Linked DNA regions of Gossypium arboreum: region 1 is linked to region 2. Evidence: chromatin contacts called from public Hi-C data. All regions are on one chromosome and are shown on one strand. Each heading gives the region's core, a stretch centred on a gene start, on an enhancer-like site or on the middle of the called end of the contact. The rest is flanking DNA. Distances are from core to core; before and after follow the strand shown. Region 1 holds the start of LOC108480562 (IQ domain-containing protein IQM3-like). Region 2 has its middle 31 kb from the start of LOC108480680.

Region 1 (7,029 bases), core at 31-2,530, 120 kb after region 2:
AAAGCAACTTGAGTTGCTTGAAAAAGAAAAAGCTTTATCTAACAAAGTTTCTCCAAAAAGATTTGAAAAGGGAAAAAATTCAAAGGCAAACTTTGTTAAATCAAACTTTAATTAATATAAACATAGAGGTCCTCAAAAAAATCTATAAGGGAAAACTTGTTAGAAGTGTATGGGTTCTCTAAAGGACTTAGTACTACTATAAACAAGGACATCCTTTCTAAATGAATACCTAAGGGGACCAAAATTATAAGAACTAATGCTGGACCCAAAAGAATTAAGGTTTCACCAAGCAACCGTTGTCGACCCGATTTGCATTTCATCTTTTGTACACCACACAACAACTCCTTCCTGCTGGAAACCTTATTGTCGCCAACTCTGCTATAGGTTAATGTAACGAGTTCAGCATCTTTGGTGGAGAAAATGAGTTAATTGGGTATATTGAAAAGCCCTTGTGCTTTTCACTATGACTATGATCTTAGACTTCTGCATGGATTTAATAAAGCATCCTCTTTTGATAAGGTGAAACTTGTTGCCGTGCCCGTATAACCACTGCCAACTAGGGCCCCCAGCTACATTCTATCCCTTGACAGTATAACCTTTGTAAACTTGAAGCCCTAGTTACACTACAACTCATGACCATATAATCACCGTCAACTGGGACCTCGAGTTGCAATGCGATCTCGACTTCTCAAGTGATGGGACCATATAAAGTATCTTGTTTTACAAATCAAAGAGTAATTATAAAAGAATTATATTAGAAATAAATAATATAAAGTATTCAATAAGGATATCATTGTATTTGTAAAAATTATAAATAATTTTAATAAAATGAAAATTTAAAACATACATTAGAATCAAATGAAAATGATTTTTGAAATTGAAGTTTTATCTTATAATGTGATTATCCGTATTAAACAAAATAAAATAAAATAATGAGAAATTTTAAAAATTACCGCTTATTTACATAAATTTTAGAACTTATATTTATACAAATTTTTAGAACACACTCTTATTTTACTTTGAAATAATTTTAGTCTTATTTAAAATTTAATCAATGTTGAATTTATTTGTTTTATATTTTTTAGTTTAACTAAAATAGATTTATGGCACTCAATTTTTTCAATTAGATTAATAAAATTCAATAATAATAATAATAATAATAACAAAATCACAAAAATCCTTACTCAAAGACTGTTAAAGCCAGATTTATGATTTATGAGGCGGAGCAATGTCAGTCCATAAATATATATCATAATTGATTTTACTTTTGAGTATGCTTGGTCACTAGTTTGTTTTGTCTCGAGCGAGTTACACAAAATCTCACTCTCAACCTCAGCGCGTAACAACACGCACTTCACTAACTCTTAATCCAACTGGAATCTATTTACAAATTTACAAGTGGGTTTCCCGGCGATTTTCTAAGTCCTTGGCTCTGGTTTTTTCTTTGAAGTATTCTCTCCAAAACCAACGACCCTAAGATTCTCTCTTTCTAAAACTCCTTCAAATTTGGCTACCAAGAAAAACAATGGAAGTAATTGAAAGTCAAGCAGCTGTTTCGAATTTCGATCTCCAGTCAAAGTCTCCGTTTTATAACATTTCCTCCACCGACATTACGAACGCCGGCTTACTTGGGGAATCCGAATTTGTATCTGTGGATAGTCCGAACCAAGCTAGCGAATCGGATTTCCCGACGGTGGTTAATGGTGGTGGTTTGAAAATGCTGCTGGAGCCGTTATCCGACGGCCGAGATTCTCCGGGTTCGAATCAGACGCGCAGTGGCGGTTCTTCTCATTCCAACGCCGCCGTTAAGGTCCAGAAGGTGTATAGGAGTTACCGGACACGGCGTAGGTTAGCAGACTCCGCTGTTGTCGCTGAAGAACTCTGGTAGTTTCTTTCATAAAATCTTTGTCTGTCTTCAAAATATATATTATTTAATACTAATAGTAAATATTTTTATTATTTTCAGGTGGCTGGCTTTAAATTATGCAAGGCTTAATCACAGCACAATTTCCTTTTTTAATTATTTGAAACCAGAAACTGCTGCTTCATGGTGGAATCGCGTTGGCTTAAATGCTTCTAAGGTATTTTCTTCTTCTTCTTCTTCTTTTTATTTTTTTTTTCTTTTACCTCCCAGTTTCCATGTTCTGTCTTTTTTTTTTTTAGTTAATTTTCATAAATAATTAAGTTGGGAATTTTGTCAGGTCGGGAAAGGGTTGTCCATAGACGCCAAAGCACAAAAATTGGCTTTTCAACATTGGATTGAAGCTGTAATTTACTCTTCTGTATCTTTTTATTAAACAAAATATATTGGATAATTTTGAATCTAACACTTTTTTTCAACTGTAGATTGATCCACGACACCGTTATGGCCATAACTTACATATTTACTACGATGAATGGTGCAAAACTGATGCTGGTCAACCATTTTTCTACTGGTAAACCCCAAACATTTTTCTCATTCTATTAATATTGGTAGGAAGACCAAATTAAAGTAGATGGACTAAATCTTCAAATTGAGCATAGTACTAGGACAAAAATAATGATTTCACCTTTTTTCTTTCTTTCTTATTTTGTTTCCTACAGGTTAGATATAGGTGATGGCAAAGATGTCGATCTCGAAGAATGTTCAAGATCAAAGCTTCGAAAACAATGCATCAAGTATCTCGGACCTGTATGTATGCAAACTCATATGTTAGATTCAATCTCTTTTTCCAAATAAGATTGAATGAAATTGTTAATTCCCTGTTGTTGTAAACAGCAAGAAAGGGAACATTATGAGTACATTGTTGTTGAAGGAAAGATTATCCATAAACAAACTAGAAATGTCCTTGATACATTCCAAGGCTCGAAAGAAGTTAAATGGATATTTGTTATGAGCACCTCGAAGAAATTGTATGCCGGCGAGGTAAACCATCTGGCTCGAACCGCAACTTTTAGATTAAATACTTACTAGATGTATGAAAACCCAAAAATGTCTTTAATGTCTTTTCGGTACCTTGCAGAAGAAGAAAGGAATGTTCCATCATTCTAGCTTCTTAGCTGGTGGAGTAACGCTAGCTGCTGGTAGATTGGTGGTGGAGAAAGGGATACTAAAGGTATAAGTTTGTAACAATTTAGGATTTAGTAGTGTACTCAGATTTTGTTACGGGCTGCCAATATTGATAGTTGCATTTGAATGGCCGGATGACTTATACGATGTATGTGAGACATGATTTTGTTTGTTTTTCAGTCCATCTCTGCATATAGCGGACATTACCGGCCAACGGATGATAGTCTCAACAGTTTTCTTTCCTTTCTGAAGGGGAACGGAGTGAACCTTGACAAAGTTGAGGTGACCTTTCAATCTCCTCTTCTGCATTTGTTGGATTTGTCAAATTGCATCAATTAATGTCTGCTTGGTTATTTCATATGCTTGATGGTTTTGATCCTTGAACGTCAAACCTCTGATTCCACTTTCAGTTGGATCATGCCGCCATTCGTTAGGTATTTCTTGGATATATGATGAATTACATCTATTTTGTGTTCAGATTCGCCGTTCAACCGATGATTCTGATAGCTACGATGATGGAAATTCCAGCAGTAGTGTTAGTACTTTTGGATTTTCAGCAAGCTCAGTGCCGACTGAACCCAAAATCAACAAAGAAGAGAAGAATCTGTCATTAGAATCATATGATACTAAACAACCGGAGACCACAAATACTTATGAAAGGACTTTATCTGGTGGTCTTCAGAGTCCGAGAACTGAGGTGCCTAAAACTGCGATATTGCAAAGGATTAACTCAAAGAAGGCAACGAAATCGTACCAATTGGGACATCAGCTGTCACTCAAATGGTCAACCGGTGCTGGGCCAAGGATTGGGTGTGTCGCTGATTACCCACTAGAACTGAGACAACAAGCGCTAGAGTTTGTCAACTTGTTCCAAGAACGCCGAACACCCCTTCACCTTACCTAACTCCAAGAACACCGCGTACCCCAACAACCCCATCGGCATACAGGCGTCCCAATAATCTTCCACCGATTGCAACTCGGCCAACACTAAATGACTCAAACACGGATGCAACTCCTGGTATCCAAGCATAATATGATGAAGTTATCGTTACGTTTTGATGCACTAGTGAATGTAAATATGTTTGATGATGCTTTTATATCAGTTCGGCCTCTTTGGAATGGCTTTTAGTATAAATAAAGAAACACTGTTTCCCTATGGAAGATAAATCTTTTCATTGTCCATATATATATATATACCTTACATTTGGGGTAGGATATGATACATGCTCGATTTTACTGCCAATAAAACATCAAAAGGATTAGTACTAAAATTACAAGGTAAATTTTTTATTATTTTTTTTCTAATTATCAAGACAACATTTTGATAAATGTTAGCTATTTCAGCAATGTCAACTAAAAGGATAGTAAAATAAAGAGCTTATATGTCTGCATGTATGATATGTTTATTTTAAAAAAAACATATTTTTGTCCAAATATGTGTTGCTTTTGATCTAAATATGAACAACCATTTGACTATAAAATTAAAAATTCAATAACATGAATCTGTTCGCTTGATTTAATGAATTAATTTTTAAGATTGAAATAATTCCAACTTGAAGCAATCTAAACTTAAATTTTAAAATCAAAGAAAAAACTTCCAAATGACCCGAATAAGAAGTGATGAATTCTTCTATCACACAAATAACTCGTGCCCTTGAAGTATTAGATTCAATTTTTGGATAAAAATTTAATCAAACTCGCTTTTTGGCAGAATTGGTTTATGATGTGGACTACTTCCTTTTTTACACTTGGCAGATTTTAATTTTTGTGTTTTCTAACATTTTATTTGCTTCTTAGTCAATTTAACATTAGAACATATATTTTTCAATAATTACAAATGAAAATGTACAACTATCCTAAAAATAATGTCATTTCGTTATTATGCAAAAGTTGTCATTATTCATAATAATCAATTATGTTTCTTGTCACCAAAAGTTATACCACTTAATTAATAACAAGAGTCATAATTATTCAAATAGATACTTATTGAATAATTATGTTCATGGCTAAAGAGATGACTATCCATTTGGATAGTTATGTCCCTGTGAAGAATATTAGACTTTCTATAAATAGGAGAAGAATTTTATTTGTAGGATATACCAAAAAAACACAAAAATAAAGTTCCTTTCTATTTCTTCCACCATCTTTTATATTCCTAAATTGTTTTATAAAGAATTACTGTAGAAATTTTTTATAAAAATTGATTTTCTTGTTATGTTTCGCTCAATATTCAGTGGACTGTTTCCGGCAGTACAAAATGTCAACAGTCATTAAGCTTCATTGTATTCTCGAAGTTTATTTGCTAGTAACTCTTTTGTACACCATAATATAGGTGGAGGCAAATAGAATATTAGAGAACGTAACATTAATTTCATTAATTTTTCATAAGTTTATTTTTATTCTTAATGCAATTATAATTAAATATCATGTTTTAAGTGATGATTTTTCATTTCCACACTGTAAACCTAACATTATCGCGTGGTATTGGATGAATACTGGTCAATCTCTTTTAAATTTATATTTAATTTTTAATGTCTTTTTTTTAAAAAATTTATAAATTACTTATGGTTTCAATCGTTTAGGAAGTAGCCAAATTTTGGTATGAATATTTAAAATGCAGATTTCCCTCAATTCTCAAAATAATTACCGTATATGTATGGAAAACAAATGTTGATCCAGGCGCACAATTTCATTATGCACATCCTTCCCAACATCATTTATCTTCTGTGATGTCATCCTTTTGAATGTTACGATTTTATTATTTAAATAGGTCTTTTTATTATTGTTTACTAAATTATCAATTTTCAGAAATATTTCTGTAATTAGGATAATTATAAGATAGAGCAAGTTATGTGGAAAAAATCACTACCAATATTAAACGACAAAAAAGGAAGTTACGTGGAACTAACCAAAAATGGACAAAAAATGTTATCCTTATCTACAGAAAAAGATGTCATTCTTATCAAGAAATTGTACGGAAACTGTAATAGAATTCAAATTGAGCTATGAATCTCTCCTATAAAAGGAGGGGTAGGAACCTAAAGATGTCATTGAAGTTAGATTCAAGTTTTATTCAAGTTACTTCTCAAGTTTTTTTATAAAACTTTAAGTTCTTTATTTCCCTCTTTTGTAAATCTTTCCTTTACTATTAGTTTCTTTCTGTAACCTTTCAACCGTCTGTCCTTCTTGTAATTGGAATATTATTGAACTTTGATTCAAGTTACTTCTCAAGTTTTTTCAGAAACTTTAAGTTCTTTCTTTCCATCTTTTGTAAATATTTCATTTACTATTAATTTCCTTCCGTAATCTTTCAACTATTCCTCCTTCCTGTAATTGGTATTAGAGCTATAGTTAACGATTTCTAGTGAAATAGTATCGTAGTGTTCATTGTAAGTTTTATACTTTATTCTCACTTCTATTTATTTCATGGTTATTTATCTTAAAACTTATATATCTGTTATTTTGTCTTATTGTTGCCTTTTTTTCCTAGTTGAGGAGATTGGCTTTTTAAAGTAAGAGAATTTAGTAGATAACTGACGGTTTTAGGTATGGTAAGTCGTAATTTATACATATTTTTATCCCATGTTTAGCATATTTTTGGATGAATTATCATCAGATTTGTGGAATTCGATGCTCCTAATCCTTTAATTTCATGCTTTATACTTAGGTGAGTATAGGAGAGTAAAAAGAGCTAGAAACGGGCCAAAAACGGAGAAAATGAGTCAATGTGGGAAATCAACACAGCCTGGACTTCCTCACACGGGTAGTTCACACGCTCGTGTCTATTTAACAATTGTAACACGGCTTAAGCCACCTCACACGGGCGTGTCCCTGTTGAGCCTAAGTCTAATTCTACTCGGAAAAGGCCACTTTTGAGGGTTTTGAAGCATTCTAAAGTCTATATAAACATCCGATGAGGCACCTAAGAGACACGCGGAGTAGGAGGCAAGGAATTACTCGAAGAAAGCCGATTGATCCAT
Region 2 (7,611 bases), core at 1,606-4,105:
CAGAATAACAAGTAAAGTCTAGGTGGATTTTTCTTTAGGTATTGTCTCAAGTCAATCGATTTTCCCAAAAACAATTCCCTAATTCTTTTCTCTGTGCGTTCTTAGTTTAGATAATTTAATTAACCCCGTTATTCTTAGGCTAGATAATAAAAAGACAGACATTACTAATACTTTTAGTTCCTTTGGGTTCGACAATCCAGTCTTGCTAAAACTATATTACTGTTCGATAGGTACACTTGCCTACATTGCGATGATAGTTAGTCTAGGTTTGATCTTCATTATAAATATTTATTACTTGTTACGAATCACGCGATCACCCACCAACCCTGCACACCATCTCTGACCAACCCAACACACCATGTGGGGATAGAATCGAACCACCTAACCCTACACACCAAGTATGGGGATATAATAGTACATAATAAATATATGCAGCGTAGCTGCCAGATAATAGGCTAATCGCCTCTCAAACTTCCTTCTCTTCACAAAAATCCCAACCCAATGCAATGCAATATACATATCATGACATGCTTATATGCAGATATCAGATCTTATCAAAATCATGGCAGAATAGATATACGGAATCAGACAGATACACATGCTTGTAATAACATGCTTTTGCATACAATTCAGTAATCAATTAGAGTATGGGGTTTAAGTAATACTTACCGCCCCTACAGTCAGGTTACGGTCGACTTAGACGACCTGTGCAACCTTACAGAACATTTCAAACAAATTGGGCTTACACGCCCGTGTGGGCTCACGGCCTAACTTGGCTTTGCCCGTGTGGATCACACGGCTTGGCGCAGATTCTCATACGCCCGTAAGGTTTACCTGTGTGGCCCACACGGTCCATTTACCTGAGCCCGTGCCTCGTACACGGCCTACAAGCCATCACACGCCAGTGTCCGTCGTGCCCGTGTAGCACGCGCACGGTTTGGCTTGCCGAACACACGGCCGTGTATCGCCACACGCCCGTGTGGCGTCGACAGTAGCAGTTTTGGCTTTCGCTGAAACGCAATTTCGAATAAATTGGAGTACACACCTGGTTCGTTTTCGCTGCTAATCCAACCGTGAGCACTCCAAAACCTAACATTAACAATATCGAGCCCAAAATCAGTTACTTAAATCAACATCCTTAAGTATTACCAAATCCCAAAAGAGAGATCTACTTACCTTCAATGAAGAACGGTGTTTCCTTGCTGTTTAGAACTCGATTACTGATCTACAGAGCCTTGAATATCCCCTAAACAGCAAACAAAAATCCTTTTAAACGATCGCCAAAGAAAATCACGTAACTTGATAAAGTGATACTTACCAAATCGATAGGACCGCTAGCAATACTCCTAAACTTATCGAAAAAGAAGAAAAACGAAGGGAAGAAAGAAAAATAGAAGGGAATTTTCGGCAGCAAGGGGTTTTGGGAAAAAGAAAACGGTAGAGAGCAAGAACTTTTGTTAAAAAGAAGGGAAGAATCCCTAAACCCCAATTCAGATTTCTGATAAAGCCCAACTCTTAGCCAAAACTTGCAGCAAAAATAATCCCATCGCTACTGTAGGGAATCGAACTCCAGACCCTAAGCGTGATCCCTTGCCATCTAACCACTAGACTAGTAGGCCCATTCTGTTAGGTTTTTACCAACAATCCCTTATAAGCCCACTGACTTAAAGTCAGGCTTTATTCAAATAAAAAAAAAAACCCAAAATTTAGCCCAAGTTAAAGCTTGAACTTAAGACCTCCCAAACACACCCCAGAGCACATAACCACTTAAACCAACATGTTTAAAGCCAAAAATAACATAGACCCAGTTGTTCAGTTATTTCCATGCTCAACAATTACAAAAGCCGAAATTAAAGAAATTTGGGGCATTACAGCAAGGGGTGACAATATTTATATATGTATCATCTAGATGTTAGATGAAAGTTTTAACCGTTGTTTTAAGCAAATTTTGAGAAGATTAAATTTTACTATTAGTCTTTATACATTTCAAAATTTATGGATTTAGTCCTTGTATTTTAATTTGATCATTTTTAGTACATGTACTTTTCAAAATGATTGATTGTAGCCCTTGTACTCTTTAAAATTTTGAAATTTAAAATTTTAGTCTTGACTCAAATAGAAGCAGTTAATTTTGTTTGGTCAAATTCAATTACTAATGTTTTAGTATGTGTACAATTGTAGGTTTGGTCCATTTTCTCCAATTTGATCATTCTAAGTCTATATGCTTATTGAATTTGAATTTTTTAGTCTTAACGCAAATGTCAGTTGTTAATTCATTAACTAAATTTGTAGTGAGTAATATGTAGAAATAATAAGCTGACATAGCATTACATACGATAATATGTTTGGCGCATCAAGTTTTAGAAACAGAAGAACTTAACTTAATAAATTTAACAATTATCATTTGATGAAGATTAAAATTTTAAAATTCAAAAAGTACATGAACTAACATTGATAAAATTAAAGTATAGGGACTAAATTCATAACTTCCATAAATTATAGGGACTAATAGAAAATTTGAACGTTTTGAGAATGGGAGGAATTGTTTATATTGGAGAAAATAGCATGAGATATTTTATTCTCACGTAAACAAAACATGGCTTAAAATTAACTAATATGTTTGTATATCGTTTGGCTTCAACCTTTAAAAATAATAAATAAAATACAAACCGACCGACCACGCAATCCAAGTAACATAAATGTTAGGAAATCAAAATGGGGCCGCATTACAAACATTTTTGAGTGAAGACAAGAAAGGTAACAGTGACTTCTAAATGCACCGTCATTCCATGCATCCACATAATACGTCCAATTTTATAGCTTGTCCACTTCACACGTGTTCATTCACCTCAGCCGCCTGTCAGAGAGTGCCGGCCTTTTTGCCCTTACCTCGTTTTTGGACGGACCTTATGCATCCACCAATCCATCCCCGGCCCTTTTAAGTCAAACCACTTTCTTTCACTATTATTTTCTAACAACAATTTTATTCAAACTTTTTCAAATTATTAATTTCGAATATAAATTTATATTTAAAAATAATATATAATAATACATAAACATGTATAATATCAAAATAGAAATATATATTAAATTATAAGTAAAATAAAATTCAAACACTTATATATCATATTAATAATATTAAATTAATATAATTATTTAAATAAATATGTGATAAAATTATATATTGAATTCTCAATTTATAATTTAATTTCTCCTCTAAAAGAATTTTTGGATTCATCTATGCATATTAAGACATATCAATAATAAATTAATTAATAATTTTAAAAGGATTAAAAAGAAATATATAAACTGAATCAAATCTAAAATATATTATTGATTTTTTTAATAAAATTATTTATTGTGCAAATCACTAAATAAATCTCATAATGTGTATATTTTAACATATATGTTACTAATCTAGTGCATATTTATATATATTAAACTTGGTTAGACATGCAAATGCATGTAATCAAATTCTTTTGTTTTTGGGTACCATTACAAGCTTACAAATAGGGAGGAGATGTAATAGCATAGAATTATATCTTAGATCTTGAGGAAAAATATTTATTAAAGAGAGAAAAAAAAGTAAGATATTTTTTTAGGAAAATGAGTGATTAATTATGAGAAGTGGGAGATATCAAGTTTTATTCTATTAATTAGATGTTGGTTTATTTTAAGATAGTCAGGTTAGAATTGAATTATTGTATAAAAGAAATTGTGAAAAATGGATAATTTTTAATTAAATGAGTAAAATCCTCAAAAGATTTATTTTTGTATTTATGCATGTATTATCCAATTGAGTGAAAATAATTTATTGTTAGTATAGATAATGAGGTTTTGTTGAAGCAGAAGGTTTGAGATTTTATTGAAGTTGAAACCATTTGCATTTTGTACCTCCTTTTTGCTTTTGTTTTCAAAAAGTTGATTTTGAAATATACTATAGTGGATTACTTTTGCAACACTTTTCCCCACAAGATTTTCAAATTACATTTACATCCAATTTGCATGCTTATTTTATTGTTTATGTGGAAATAAATTTATATAATAAAAAAACTAAATGAAGAAATGTAAAAGTTTGAAATCAAATCCCATCAGTAAATTTTAACATGATTTGAAATGAAAATAATATCCCACAATAATTTTTATTATTACATAAAAATAATCAATTGAAACTCTAGATAATAGATGAAGTTGTTTTCAAAATATATTATTTTATTCAATCCTTTAGTGCAATGGAATTGAGTTAATTTTTGTAGAATTGCATTAAATTACCAAAAATATTTGCTAGAAATTAAATTAAGCAAGCTCATCTTAGAAATAACATAGGATACTCTTTGAAAGAATTCCATAATAAATTTGTTCCCTCAAGTGCACATGGAACAATTTTGCTCTAATTCACCACAACCTCACAAAGGACAAGAAAGAGTATATATATATATATAGTATTGTAAACATTTTTTTCAATCACATTTTTCTTGATAGATATATTTTATTCTTAAAAAAATACAAAAAAAAATCACAATCATATCTTATTATTCCATCCCAATATGTCTCATCTTAAGGTGACATCAAAATCTTCTTATTTGAGAGAGAGAAAAAAAAAGCAATTAAAATTGAAGAGATTCTCTTCATCTAGCAATGAAAGGCTTCATGGCAAATGGATATTTCCAACATCAATCAAAACTAGATATGGAATGTTATTTTGTGTAATATTTGACCATTTGAGTTATGGAACAATAATTACTATTTATGTCCTTTCATATGTTTTTGGATCAAAATCAAATGCTCTTGAGAAATCCAAATCAGGTTCATTTTTCTTTATATTAATTTTTATATTTTCATAATTTCAAGTGTCATTTATATGCACACAATTTTAACTTTAGATTTAATTACTTTAAAGTGTTCATCTCTTTCTTTAATCATATAATTGGGAGTAAAAATAGAGCACATTTTATGGTTATTCGTTCACCTCTTTATAGAGTACCTACAATAAAGTAGTTAATCAAATAAATATAATTATTTTATTTTATTTTATTAGATAAAAATATTATTAGCGGTGAGGTCCAAAACATGTATGAGAAAAGAAATAAAAAAAAAAAGAAAAAGGAGATAAACATGTGCAATTAGTTAGAATAGTGATTTCAGGTTCATGCATATTATATGCAGTACGTGAAGGGAAACATCAAAGGAGGTTTCTTAAACTCTTTGAAGAGATAATTCAAATGTATCTGACAGGTAAGTGTAATTAATTTATTTAAATTAATGAAATTTGGTTGATGATTAACCCCACCGGTGCCTGCCAAAGTCAGGTCTTGTCTCCTTCAAATGATTGCCCAACACAAACATTTGTTACGGAGAGAGTGATGAAAATGGTGGCGTCGTGCCGGCCTGTAATGGCTGCCTTGGTTACACAAATCAACAAGGATGCTTTGATTGAAACTGGCTTTGTACTAAATTCTGCCAACAATATTTTTATTCACATCTCCTTTTGTGGATAATAAAATTTTAGAATTTTAATGTGCTTGGGGTAATTTTTCTGTTTTAAAAAGATTTAAATTGAATACTTATAACTGGGAGGGACTAAAACTGAAATTATTTCATTTAACCAAAAGATTATTATAGGGTACATTTGCAATTGAACTAAACAACTCTACAAGCAGGTCATGTATTCTTTTATTTATTAAATTTTAATTTTTTAATGTAAATTAAATATATTGGACAGGTTCTTAATTGTTGTTGTATGAAATATCTATATTTTTATAAAATTTTGAATAATTTAATGTAATGTGTAAGAATGTACCTAAGCCTAAACAACGTTTACAATAAGCATTTTACCATTTCATCTATAACTCAATTATTGATAATTTTTTAGGAAAAGTATCGAAATTCTACATCAACTTGGTCTAAGTGTAATTTTGATGCACAAACTTTAATTATTTTATTGTAGCTCAAATGTATACATGAAACTTCAATTTTAATCGATTTTACACATTATAAAAAATAAATATATCAATTTTATTTTGGTCTTAAATAAATATAATTATTTGTTTAAAACGATGTTATATCTATAGTTGTATTAGTAAATTGTGAAATTTGAATCAAATAAATATTTAATATATAAATTTGTACAAAATTAAAGTTCACATATAGCACTGCACATTGAACTAAAGTTCATGTGCAATTTTGAACTTCATCCCATTTTTTTTATAAATATAATTTTAATATTATGTTTTTCTTTCACTTACATCATGAGTGTAACAAAATTAGTATACATAATATTTTTGGTTGAGTTGGTGTCACAAATCAACTCAATATTGAACTTTCTTTTAACCAACACGATAACATTTCAACGTGTTATAGAAAAATAAAAATACCATAATAAACAATTAGATTGTATTTAATATTTATAATCGATGTGTTTACATATTTAATGTTTTTACTTATAATTTAAATTAATTTTTATTTTAATTCCATATAGATTGTATATATATCATTATTAATTTATTTTTAAACTCATACATGTATATATATATATATATATATATATATTAACTACATGGTATCCAAAGGTATTTTTAGTATATAATGCAATTTGTTAGTGTGTAATTGTAAGCTGGCCCTTAACTGAAGAAAAAGGTATTTTGAGAACTTATAGGCTACAATTTAAATGGGCTGGACCGTTTACCCAGCTTATATTTATAAAATCTCTTCCTTGTCCTTAATCCAACATTCAGTCCATGAGTTGAGGTGGCAATGGACTGATTTAATAGGTTTATGTTAGGTTATTTTGAGTTCAGGGTGTTTTTTTTATATTTAAAGTTTAAAATTTTACGTGTTTAAATTATTTTAGATTCGAGATGAAATTATTTTGCATTAAATATAATTATATTCAATATTTTTGGAATTATATCAGATTATTTGGTCGATTAATTAGATCAAGAATTAATCGTAGTTTCAATATGGAATAAGGGTTAGATAGAATGAATCACAAAATAGTTAAATTGAGCTAAAAATTGATTAAATTCGTCTTCTCTATTTTTGTTGTTTTGATTTTTAAATTTTTAATAACTTATTCAATTGAACTGTAAAATTAATGGTCTAACCAAAACCTTGATTATATTAAGTTAATTTCAATGTCTAAACCTCAATATAAATTACTAATTTAATATTATTTTAAATTAAACTTTTTTGTAATATAATAAAATTTAAGTATATTTTAATTAAAATCCATATTTTAATGGTTATTTGTTTGCATCGAAATGATATAACATTAATTTGATATATAAAACCAATTGCTTTAAGTAATTTTATTATAAAAATATGATATATTATAAATTAATTATATTAATATTTAAAATAATTTACTTGGTAAAATTTATTCTCAAATAATATATTATAATTTATATTATTACTCTTAAGAGACTTTTAGTATATATATATATATATCACTTTTCTTGTTTGTGCAATGCACGAAAGATTTGTTATTTTAAAAATTCCAAGTTTTATATAATAATAATTATGAATATTTAATAAATTTTAATTTTTAAAACCACAATATTAAACAAATATATATCACTACGAATGAAATTGTTTGTTTTAATTAGGTTTTAA

Evidence for each region. Hi-C and Micro-C count contacts between places; a contact is called where the count stands out from the background.
Region 1: a Hi-C map of leaf shows a contact between it and region 2, with 4 times the contacts expected there. The contact joins the promoter of LOC108480562 here to the enhancer-like site in region 2. A contact is called at or near these places in 2 of 5 Hi-C or Micro-C datasets (both in leaf).

What each region holds. Positions count from the first base shown.
Region 1 is chr1:64,875,773-64,882,801 of ASM2569848v2, forward strand. It overlaps LOC108480562 (IQ domain-containing protein IQM3-like), which reads left to right and starts at 1,281. Exons shown (of 8, transcript XM_053028874.1): 1 at 1,281-1,884; 2 at 1,967-2,081; 3 at 2,202-2,267; 4 at 2,347-2,435; 5 at 2,584-2,671; 6 at 2,759-2,905; 7 at 3,003-3,095; 8 at 3,528-4,216. The coding sequence starts at 1,526. The coding sequence ends at 3,953. LOC128280518 (a long non-coding RNA gene) reads left to right here and starts at 6,096. Exons shown (of 3, transcript XR_008270618.1): 1 at 6,096-6,438; 2 at 6,540-6,600; 3 at 6,717-7,029.
Region 2 is chr1:64,751,541-64,759,151 of ASM2569848v2, forward strand. No RefSeq gene overlaps it. Among protein-coding and RNA genes, the nearest start is that of LOC108480680, 31 kb to the left of the region's middle. Within about 2 kb of position 2,856, at least 1 of the 2 cell types and tissues checked has an H3K27ac peak or open chromatin away from gene starts, as enhancers often do. A contact at or near this core is called in leaf, where this site is marked.